Linked DNA regions of Anas platyrhynchos: region 2 is linked to region 1. The links are chromatin contacts, called in public Hi-C maps. All regions are on one chromosome and are shown on one strand. The core of a region is the stretch at or near the end of the contact, and the rest is flanking DNA. Distances in the headings are between cores, read along the strand shown. Region 1 holds the start of ARMH1 (armadillo like helical domain containing 1). Region 2 holds the start of EIF2B3 (eukaryotic translation initiation factor 2B subunit gamma).

Region 1 (5,854 bases), core at 2,253-4,752:
CTGCTGCCGGGCATCTGCCATGTGCTTCACATCGTGGGCGCTGATGACGGCGTCCGCCTGTGAGTAGAGGTACAGCTCGGGCCACCGCGAGGGCGCCTTCAGCAGGGCGTCGTAATGGCTCTCGTGGATGAAGCGGGTGAGGGGGTACAGCAGGATCCGCAGCACGACGACCGTGGTAGCAAAAGCGAAGATGAGGAAGTACCTGAGCAGCACGTTCATGGATACCAGGACAGCCGCCAAGGCGCGAAGGCTTCCTCTCAAGTTTCTTCTGCCGGGGGCGCTGTCAAAAATGGTGCCCAGGACTTTGAGGTGCTGAAAGGGCCGCTGAGTGTGCAGCGCCTCGAGGATGTAGCGGTACAGCATGACGCCGCCGTTGCTGAAGACGTGGAACAGCACGGGCCGGTGGTCAATGCTGTGGGCAAAGAGCAGCTCCAGGAGCCTCCTGGCCGGGGTCCGGAGGGATCGGATGCCAAAGCTCTCGGAGAAGAACACCGTCCTCCACGGAGCCGTGTAGCGGATGACGGTGCACCCCTAGGCAGAACAAAAAGAGACCACCCAACACGTTTGGGCTGGGCTGTAAGTTACAGAGTAGGCAAGCAGCAGTAGAGCAAAACATGAACATTTGAGGTAGATTTCCAACAGAAACCACAGGGCCAGGAGAAACTCGTCAGTGTTATTCGCAAATCACCAGTATGAAAGGAGCTGGGCCCTGATAATCCTTCTGGGTCCCTTCCAACTCAGGATATTCTATGAATAGGATTCCATAAATCATAACAGTACAAAGACTAATGAAAAGGTTTCTGCAACAGCAGCAGGCCTGGGTTTGATGACGTTCCAGATCCTTTCAAATCCTGTGCTAACTGGTACAGCCCCTGGGGACATGACCACCCACACTTAGCGTCAGTCCTCACCCAGGAAGAGAAAACAGGCCCTCTCCCCAACTCACAAGCCTTGCAGCATCAGTCATTTTGGCAAGAACGGCCTGCTCTGATACACATCTAGTTCATGACACTGAAACAAACGTAAGAAGGAAGTGGAACTTCTTCCTTTTCTTGGGTAGCACTCATTTGCAGCCATCCTTTAAGACTCCACTGTGATCAACACTGAGATGATTTTCACAAGCCTTTCTGAAACTCCCTAGCTGCGCAACTGAGAAGCATTGCTTCAGAGGAGACTTAGATCTCCTGAGCAGTCTGCCTTTACAGTTCAGACCTTATACTTAGGTGTCGATCAGGAAACAGAATCTCAGAGGAGTTCCTATATGGAGCAGGTGGAACTGCACTGATAAATGCTTTAGATCTTCCCTGTCACCTAAACAGATTGACGCTGCACACTGACAAACACGAGGTAAAAGCATGAAGACAGCCCTTCCTCCCAGAGCTCCCTGGGCAGCAAACTAAGCAGAAGAGAGGATACCGAGTGCTTTAATCAAAGTTTTCTATACCATCTTTCCATGGTTGCAGCCACTTCCTCACTAGGGAGCTAAGAGAAGCTTTTTTTCTGCCCTTTCCCACTACCAACACCTTTCTGATAGAGAAGTACTTCCACAGCAGCTGGCACGCTGCCACGTAACGCGCTCCTCACCTGATCAGTAGCATGTTTTACTTACAGTAATTGCTTAACAATTAATTCTTTGCTAGAACAAGCCAATTCATGACTCTTATGCTGGATTACACATTAACAATACGCTTGTTAATGTATAAACTTCGCCATCTATAGCTGAAACAGATTTAGATAAATACAAGATTTCTGTATGCTGACAGACAAAAAAAAAAGGTTTGGTGTTTTACTGGGTCCCAATACCACAAGCTGGGGTCACTCAGGTAAAATACAGCATTAGTGAGAAGGAGTCCATAACTTAGGGAACTGCCATGGGGACACACCTCTCTAGTTCAAAAACAAGGAGTCACCAGTGGGCAGGTATTCCTATCACAGGGCATCTGCTTCACAGATGGGATATAACAAATTGGAGCTGTGACATTTTTATGGATTAATTTTACAGAAGGGAAGAGCTGGCGGGATGACAGATGCTGATATGCTGTCACTCCTCAGCCTGGCCTTGCTGAGCCTGTGCTGTGCCCTGTCAGCTGGCAGTAAATGTGTTTTTCCCCTAAAACAGCTAATGCAGTTCACATCCTTCACAAATAATCTCCCAGCTTTAACACCCTATTTCAAGGCCGGCCCAGTGGTTTGCAGAACAGCAGAAAGCCTCTCCCAGAAGCATTTTTATGTTGTGTGCACAAAGGTGACACCAGCAGCTACCAGATAACACCCCCTCGGCTCCTGGACGCTGGGAGCTCTCAGTGACACCCAGAACCCACCCGCACCTCCCAGCGACCCCAGACAGGGCCTTTCAGAGCCGTTTCACCACGGGAACACGAAGCAGGGATCTCCCCAGGATGCGAGCAGAGACGAGGAGGCGAGCCGCTCACCTTCTGGCTGTAGATCGCACTGTACTTAGCCAGGTACCTGTCCTGGCAGCCCGCCCAGCCCAGCAGGATCACCACGGGCTGGCAGCCGGTCTCCGCGGCGCTCCCTGGAACACAGAACGGCACCGTCAGCTCCCCCCGCTCACCGCACGGACCCCACAGAACCCCATAGGCCCCCCACAGGCCCCCACAGGCCCCCACAGCCCCCCACAGGCCCCCCACAGGCCCTCATAGACCCCTCACAGGCCTCCACAGGCCCCTCACAGGCCCCCACAGGCCCCCACAGCCCCCCATAGGCCCCCCACAGACCCCCCACAGACCCCCACAGGCCCCCCACAGGCCCCCCACCCCCTGAGGCTCCCCCCTGCCCTTGTGGTCCCCCCCTCACGCCCAGCACCCCCAGACCCCGCTCCCGGCCCCCTCCCATCCCTCCCGGTGCCCACCGCGGGCCTCCCCCGCCGCCAGCTCCACCACAGCGGCCTCCAGCCCGCGCGCCCCCATGGCCGCCTCCTCTCCTCCTCCTCCTCCTCCTCCTCCTCCTCCCTCCGCTTCCGCTCTCCCCACCGGAAGCCCCGCCCCCCCGCGCCTCCCGTAGCCAATAGGATCACAGAGCGGCCGCCCCAGCCTCGTTCTGCCTCCCGCCGCCCCGCCTCCCGTTTCCTTAGCGACGCGGCCTTAGCAACCGCCGGCGGCCGGGAGCCCCGCCCACCTGGGGGGAAAGCGGGCCGCCCATTGGGCCGAGGGGAGGGGGAGGCGGCTCGCGATTGGCTGCGGGGAGGTGTCCATCATCCTGAGGGGAAGCGGGCGCCCCCTCAGGGTCGGGGGCGGCGGGGCCGGGGGCGGAGGGGTCTGAGGGGGCCGGGGGGGGCCCGGCGGGGTCTGAGGGGACGGGGCCCCCTGAGGGGGGGCGCAGGGGGTGGGGGAGGACCCCGGGGTGAGGGTTTGGGGCTGGGGGGGCGGAGGGGAAGGGGTTTGGGGGGGAGGGGGAAGGGCAGGGTGAGGGGTGAGGGGTGAGGCCTAGGGGGTGAGGCCTGAGGGGGTGGGTGAGGAGCTGGGGGGGTGGGCACGGCTGTCAGAGGGGGTTGGGGGGGGTGGGGGGCACTGGGGGGCACTGGGGAGAGTGTGGAGGGGCTGTGGGGAGGGGCTGTGGGGAGGGGCAGGGTGCCCAGGTGAGGGGAGGACCCTCCGGGGCAGCAGCCTTTGGGTTTTGCCCAGGGCCCGTGGGGCCTGGCGGTGCGGGATCCAAAGGTAGCTCCACATCACCCGGCCTGCCCGCGGGTCCAAGGCTGCGCCTCACGCCTGGCAGCGCCAGCCTGCCTTTTGGTCTGGTTTAGCAGTAGGTGGCATGCAAACAAGCGCCGAGCTGCCCCGCCATCCCTAAAATCGCTCGTGTTTTTCTTGGCAGGAGAAAGGAACTGCCCTGACCCCAGCCCTGGTGTGTTTGTTAGGTCCGGTGGGCTGGGGAGGCAGCACAGCGCCGGTGAGGGCAGAGTTTGGAGCTAGCAAAGAGGAGTTATGTGGCGTTTTTAGCGCTGACAAACAACTCAGGCAAGTCATTTAACTGCCCTGTATGTATCTGTGTGTTCCCATATGTAAAGTGGCAGTAATAAAAATACTCGGGTACGTTTTCAGGGTGCTTTGCAATGTCAGCTTAAAGAGCACTATGTCAGCAGATGCTGTTGTTATAGCAGCCAGGGACTGATACCGCCGTATCCTCAGAAGTCTCGTGATCATTTTTTCAAGCTCATTTTTCTTCACCGTTGATTCATGGGCAAGCTCTTTGTATCAATAAAATCCTCATGTCTTAAAGCTGGTGCTGGTTTTTCTGAACAGTGGAAGCTACTGTAGCTTTAAAATAAAAATAGGGCAGCATTACACCACCAGCATCTCAAACATAAATATGGAAACATTAATTTAGAATCAATTTTAGGATGTTTCAGACTGTAAAGTTCTTTTAACAAGATCTCTGTTGAGGACAGAGGAGCACTTTATGGGACTGTAAATTTCATGCAAACAGTCTCAGTGAAATACAGATTCCTCCTACATACTAGCTGTTCTCTCAATATCAATCATACGCCTTGCAAGTAATGTTTCACAAATATTCTGTAAATCACGGGAAAATGCTCGCAATAATGTGAAATATGACTTTCACTTGACTGTTTCACCAGAGGCCCCTAACAGGCCATTCTCCTGTCAGCACTAACATTTGTTATGGCTAATAACACTTTCAATCACAACTATTTTGGGAAAATGGATTTATTTTAAACCTGCTTCCCCGCAAAGGAGATCCTGAAAACGCCCTGCCAAGGACACAGGCTCCTTTCAGAGCACAGACCGTTAATTCCCAAATGAAATTTCGTCTCATCTTAAGTCTCAATCCTTGTGTCTTGGCCAACTTTTTGAAGTCTTTGTTTGTTTGTTTTCCGTCACTGAGATACTTTTCACCTCTTGGTCATTGTTTTCAGCAGGGTTCAGATAATAGCAATAGAAAATTATTTTGAGCATACGTCCTGGGGATATTTTGGAGCTTTTTTGGTACTTCGCTCCAAATTCTTGAGGAACAGGCTTAAGAACTTTGCAGATAGCTAATTGTTAATCTTGGTGACTTGGATTATTTTGAAAGAAACTTCTTATTCTGAAACCCAGGAGTTTTCTGTCATTTTAACTTTTTGGCAGATAAACCATACTTTAAATAAAACCTGAAATGGTGCTTGTCTTAGGTACCACATACACGTCAGCAGAATTCTTGACTACACACATGAAGGGAAGGTTTAGTCCTCTGGTGTTTCATCCCTCTACAAAGTGCACGTTGCCGTTTGTCAGGTTGGAATAGGGGGACATCCTACTGAGGTAAAAGCGTGGCAAAGTAATTTGGTAAAACACAGGTTGCTTTGTGGGATTGAAGGAAGTGCAGACAAGGGATGTTTGTGGAGCTTTGTCTTCTTGCCTGTAGTTCTTATTATTTCAGTCCTTAGATTTTTTAATGATGGACCACTGAAAACTCAGAATGTGCACATAGAAATTAAACAAGAAAAAAAAAAAAAAAGCAATTTTTCCACCATGCCAAACGGTCCCAAGCCATTTTGCCACTGCCCAGGCCAAACCTCCTCCTGGAATGGATGTGGGCCCAGCCCCAGTGACTCGCTGCACCCTGTGGGTGAGAGCAGGCTGCACCGCTGCACACTAACAGGCATTTACAGCCCCCTTGACCCTGTCACTCCCCATAAATCCATACCTATTTGTGCTCTCATTTCACTCTATTTACTCTCTGGTAGGTCAGATATGAGATGCAGTGTTCATATCATGAACCTAGCAAGAAACCAAAGTGGGGGGAATGAGTAACATCAAAATGACTTTATTAACACAGCGGAGAAGAGAGTTCCTGTGGTGAAGCCAGCTGCCCTTGGAAAATAATCTCAAGTCTG
Region 2 (5,236 bases), core at 1,681-4,180, 180 kb after region 1:
CCTGAAGACAAAAGACACCTCAGGACTTTAAATGGTCCATTGATGTTCTGTTGCAACCTTTATTTAAACAGCCAATTTGGCTAAGAAGGCCTAAACAGACAGGGAACAAATCAGAAAGATTAAGTATACGGCAACCACAAAAACAAAATTCCATCCTAGATCTTGGTAAGAGCTCCAAGAAGCATTTCTACCTTACACTAGAATGCTTTTGTTTGTCCAGCTAGAAATTAAAACTCAAGAAACTATTATTTTTATTAAAGCAGCATCTGACTGCAATGAGCAGCCCTTTATCGTATTTGGGCACTGTTTATCTGAGAGCTTGTCATGGGACTAAGCCAGCAAAAGCAGAAAACTGATGCCTAATGGCAAGAGGCAAACGCAAGCTCACTCATCTATCAGTGTATTGCCTAAGATACGATGACAAAGAAAGAACATTTCTACGGAAATGCTTCCCCAAGCACCAACTGCACATCAGCTGTCACACATTATGATATTGTATGAACGCTGCCTGAACAAATACAGCCTTTTAATTTACCTGCCAGAAAGGTAACTCTGGCTAAAAAGCAGCTAGTGCCCAGCCTGGATTTGCTCCAGCCTTCCTAGCTGTCATCTGTGGTCATTCCGAGTCCTTGCCTGAGTTCCCCCACAAGATGACCTATACAAAAGTCAGGTCTTCTGCAGAGCAGGAAATCCAGTTACCTGCAATAGTATTGCATGGTACAGCTCTTAAACTATTAAAACACAATGAAAAAAAAAAAAGATTATTTTAAACAAACATCTTCCAGTCAAGTTCAATAAAAGACAATAATAATACCTTAATTTTCTGGTGAATATGCCTCAGTGAATCTGCCGTACCCATGTCTGCGTTGTCACTGATGCACACAAAGTCCAGCTTCATTTTTGTGTCCAAGTTTAACATTTTTTGGATTTCCTTCCTTGTAATCACAATGACCTCTAGGACAGAGGAAAGTGGGATGAAATCAAGCAAAAAATATATATGCTTATTACAACAATTGAATGTATCTGTATAACACCCTGTGGGCAACACCACCAAGCACAGTATCACAGCACAATAGTTAAGCTATTGCCGAGCACCAGCTTGGCAGGGGAGTGGAGTTGTTTGTAAACAACAAACTCATTCTACCTACAAAAGAAAAAAAGGGAAAAGCGTATTTGAAGCACATCGATGGTGGCATGAAAGCATATTTTCCAAAATGAAGACACAAATGAAGACTTCATCATTCCGAGATGAAGTACTTGCAGTTGGGACAAAAGGGAAGCAGCGAATCAGCCTGTGGAACACCTACTAATTCATGTAAACAAGCAGGAAGAACCCAAACATCACACGATAATAAAAACTGTGATTCAGAGAGAATTCACGCCATCAGAGTATTAGCACACAAGTGTCAGCTTGGTTGGAAGGCAGAAGCAAGAGAAAAGCAAGAAGGTGTCTGACAGCCTATAGCTGCATATCCAACCTTGCATGTCCAAATTTTTACAGGTTGTAGAAGAGTTCTTAAGAATTTCTTAATGAAACAAAACAACGGCACAGATTTACATTTATTTTTCCCTTTGTTTCTTAATGCTGACTATGTGAGTGGCATGAATCAGCAAGATGAAAGAGAAACATCTTACATCACTAACAAGTGACCTCAAACTACACATCCCTAAATGGTATAACATATGGGAAGGACAACACGTGTTAATCATGAGCTGATCCCTACAACTTCAAAGAGAAGAGCAGCAGCTAGAAAAAGAAGTCACTTTCTCAAGAGGGAGCGCAGAAGAACAGCGCAGTCACCCAGAAGAAACAGAAAAAGAAGCAGAAAGGCAAAGACAAATATAGGCATGAAAATCAGAGATGTAAATGGTACCAGGAAGTTTTATGAGTTATGGGGAATGCTTGGGGCATCGCTGAAAAGCTAAACAGAAATTTAATGACAGAGAATGCTAAAGAACCTCACCAAACGTTTATCACTTGAGCCCTCACGTGAAACAAGGCCCAGAAAACTGCTACCAGGCTGCCAGCTCCCCCTGCCCCCGCTCTGTCTAAAGGCCAGCGCTCAGCTCCGTGCTGCAACAAGGACTAAACGCCTCAAGCAAAGCACGTAACCCTGAACTTCAGGCCAGACTGGAACAACAAACTGAGAGACGCCCCAAGAGAGCCAACACGCTTCTCACGCCATTCTCATTAGCAATTCAGGGAAAGAAACAAGGGAGAGGCTCCAGGTTAACGATGCCGAGAAAGACCCCACACTTAAGCAGAGCACGTTGGTGAGAAAACCCTTGGTGAGGGGGGCAGCAGGAAGGCAGCACGCACAGATGCGGCGTAGAGTTAAAAGTAAAGGATGCTGTGTTGGTGAGGAGCAGTCAGCATCTGGTCTGGTGTGGGGAGGAGGCCTGTGTGTGGAGGTGTGGAGACGAGCAGCGACAAGACAATGCGTGACAAGGAGGAAAGGCTGACAGCGGCAGAGGTGGCTGCAGGACACCGGGCAGTGCCCTTCCTCACCTTCGAAGCCGGCACGCTCCAGCAGGTTGAGCGGGTACCACAGCAGGGGCCGGTTGCCCACGGGCAGCAGCGGCTTGGGGATGCTGGCCGTCAGGTCCGTCATGCGGGAGCCGCCGCCCGCCGCCATCAGCACGGCCTGGAACTCCATCCTGCAACGGCACCCGCGGGGCGCGTCACGGCCGGCACGGGCCCAGCCGGGCCCCACCGGGCCCAACCCGGCCCCCGGCCCCCCAGCACCCGCCGTGAGGCACCGGCAGCACCGGTGCGTTGCGTTAAGCCACGCCACATCACGTTAAGTTACCTTAAATCACGTTAAATTGTATTAAATTGCGTTAAATTGTGTTAAATGCCGTTACCGGCCCGTTACCTGCGCGCCGCTCCCCGCCGGCTCCCAGCGCCTCCCTGACAGCACCGCAATGGCGGCGCCGGCGCGCAGCGCGCATGCGCGGGGACTGCCGAGCGGCTCGAGGAGCGCCGAGAGCATCGATGCACCCCCTCCCACCGGCAGGGAGGAGAGAGGAGCGCCGAGTCATCGATCGGCTGGGGGGGGGGGCGAGGGGACAGCGCCCCCTGGGGGGGGGCATGGGGGGGGTAGGGGACATGGGGGGGTTATAGGGTGAGCTGCATAATGGGGGGGGTTATGGGGTGCACTGAGGGCAGCAGCTCGCAGGGCGCCTCGCAGGGGGGTATTTTATGGGGTGCATTGTGTGGGGGCATTTTATGGGGTCATTTATGGGGGTATTTTATAGGGTGTCTTGTATGGGGGCACTTTTTGGGGTGCGTCCCCCACCAGGCGCGTCCCAGGAAGCTCAGCCCATCACTCAAGTGCTTTGAGACCACAGAAGGCACCAGGCTCCTGGGATAAGGGGATGGGGGTGCAGGGCAGAGAGGGGGTGGCGCTGAGCACCCCACCCTCCCCATTGCCGTCCCATGCCCCGAGGAGAGGCAGGGCACGGCCTTTGGGATGGGGGCAGCGGGGCAGGGCGCACCCCCCCAACAAAGGACATGCAGCACGTCCACATCCCCATCACTTCATGGGGACACCCAGGCTGGAGGTGGCAGTTGGTGGCCCCCAACCCCTGCGCCCATATTCAAGGGGGGGGATGGGACACGCAGCCCCCACACCCCCCATACTCTCCACACCACAGCCACGAGCACAACCCCGTGTTTTTATTACACAAAATATCTCCACAGCTCGGGGGAGTCGACGGCCACCTCCAGGCCCGCGGGCTCGTCGGTGTCGGTATCAATGGACATGCAGTTGTACACGGCGTAGCGCAGCAGCTCCTCGCAGGCCTGGGCCCTGCAGGCAAGACACCAGGTTATGGGGTTATATCGGGGACAGGCACCAGACCCCCCCCAAACGTCCCCACAGAAGGCAGGACGAGCGTCCCAGTCCCCGGCTGCACTCACGAGGAGTAGTTGGGCAGGTACAAGGTGCAGGAGCACGTGGAGGCTTGGGGCATCACGTCCAGCTGCTCCGTTCTTGGAGGAAGAAAGGAGAAAAGGGTCAGGCCCTGCGCCACGGGGACACGGCCGGGCAGGATGCCGAGACTCACCCCGACCTGTCTGGGTAAACGAGGATCTGCACCGGGAGGCGGCTGCGGCCCGTCACGAACTTGAGGAAGCGGCTGAGGTCCTCTGGGGAAGGACAGGGGACAGGTTTGGGGTCACCCCCAGGCGGGATGCTGCGAGGGGAAGGGACATCCCGGCCTGGCGGTGAGGAGCGGGGAAGGCACGGGGCCGCTCACCGCTGGTGAAGTTGCTGAGCGCCTCCAAGAAGATCCGGATGCGGGGGTCGTCGGAGTTCAAGTCCTCAAACGTGACTGCAGCGAGGAGCAAACGCCTCGTTAGGGGCTCCCAGCAAAGGGAATTCACGCGGGGTGCCCCGTGCAAAGGGCGGCCGCTCGCCCCCGCTGCTCAGCATGGGGCAGGGTGCGTGCAGCCTCACACCATCCCTGGCACTTACTGAACGCCTTCACGTTGTCCACTGTCAGCTCGGGGTTCCCACAAACCTTCCTCTCCAGCTGCTGCCAGGTGAGCAGGTCCAGCACGGCCTGCGGCACCACGCGGAGCAGCCCAGCCCGCAGAGCTGCCACCTGAGGGGCACCACGTTACCGTGCAGCCCCTCACCCACCATCACAGACCCACACCAGCCACGGGACAGCCAGAGGGCCCGGCCCAGGGTCTCCTTGCAGCCTCACGGGCTGGGGACACGGCGTTACCTGCTCCTTGCTCTCCTCCAGCCGAGCCCTCTGCACCAGGCGGATGAAGTCCTTGCGGTCCTCGTAGCGCACCACGGTGCTGCTGCCGTTGGGGATCAGCTCCACCAGGCGCTGGTCGCTCCGCACCGTGGTGTAGGTCAGCTCTCTGCCAAACATGAAGTCGAAGGCCTCCCTGTCCACCCCCTCCAGCACTTCCAGCAGCTTCACCTGCCACCCAAAGGGACAACGCGGTCACGGCAGAGCCGGAGCAGCTGTGGGAGCCCACGGCACGGCCCCGGCAGCGCTCACCAGCTCTGCATCCACAGCAGCAAAGTCCTTGCTCCAGATGACCTCCTCCCCTGCCAGCTGCTTCCACACCAGGCCGGGCAGAGACAGGGCCTGCAGAGGCAGAGGAGATGTGTCCTCCCCACAGCCCTCCTGCACCCGTTGCCAGACAGGGACTGGTGGCATGGGTTTGACCATGCTCACTAGAATCTCCTTGCTCCTCAGGGCTGCTCCCATC

Evidence for each region. A called contact is a pair of places that touch in the nucleus more often than the background predicts.
Region 2: a Hi-C map of skeletal muscle shows a contact between it and region 1, with 2.0 times the contacts expected there. The contact joins the promoter of EIF2B3 here to the promoter of ARMH1 in region 1. A contact is called at or near these places in 3 of 8 Hi-C or Micro-C datasets (skeletal muscle and subcutaneous adipose tissue).

The regions. Positions count from the first base shown.
Region 1 is chr8:29,416,890-29,422,743 of IASCAAS_PekinDuck_T2T, forward strand. ARMH1 (armadillo like helical domain containing 1) reads left to right here and starts at 3,503. Exons shown (of 12, transcript XM_072041827.1): 1 at 3,503-3,981. TMEM53 (transmembrane protein 53) reads right to left here and starts at 3,005. Exons shown (of 3, transcript XM_038182720.2): 1 at 2,873-3,005; 2 at 2,433-2,536; 3 at 1-531. The coding sequence starts at 2,930.
Region 2 is chr8:29,601,687-29,606,922 of IASCAAS_PekinDuck_T2T, forward strand. It overlaps EIF2B3 (eukaryotic translation initiation factor 2B subunit gamma), which reads right to left and starts at 2,931. Exons shown (of 12, transcript XM_027462613.3): 1 at 2,877-2,931; 2 at 2,510-2,658; 3 at 815-954. The coding sequence starts at 2,657. HECTD3 (HECT domain E3 ubiquitin protein ligase 3) reads right to left here. Exons shown (of 21, transcript XM_027463502.3): 14 at 5,203-5,236; 15 at 5,023-5,112; 16 at 4,735-4,941; 17 at 4,479-4,608; 18 at 4,261-4,335; 19 at 4,069-4,150; 20 at 3,923-3,994; 21 at 3,659-3,812. The coding sequence ends at 3,683.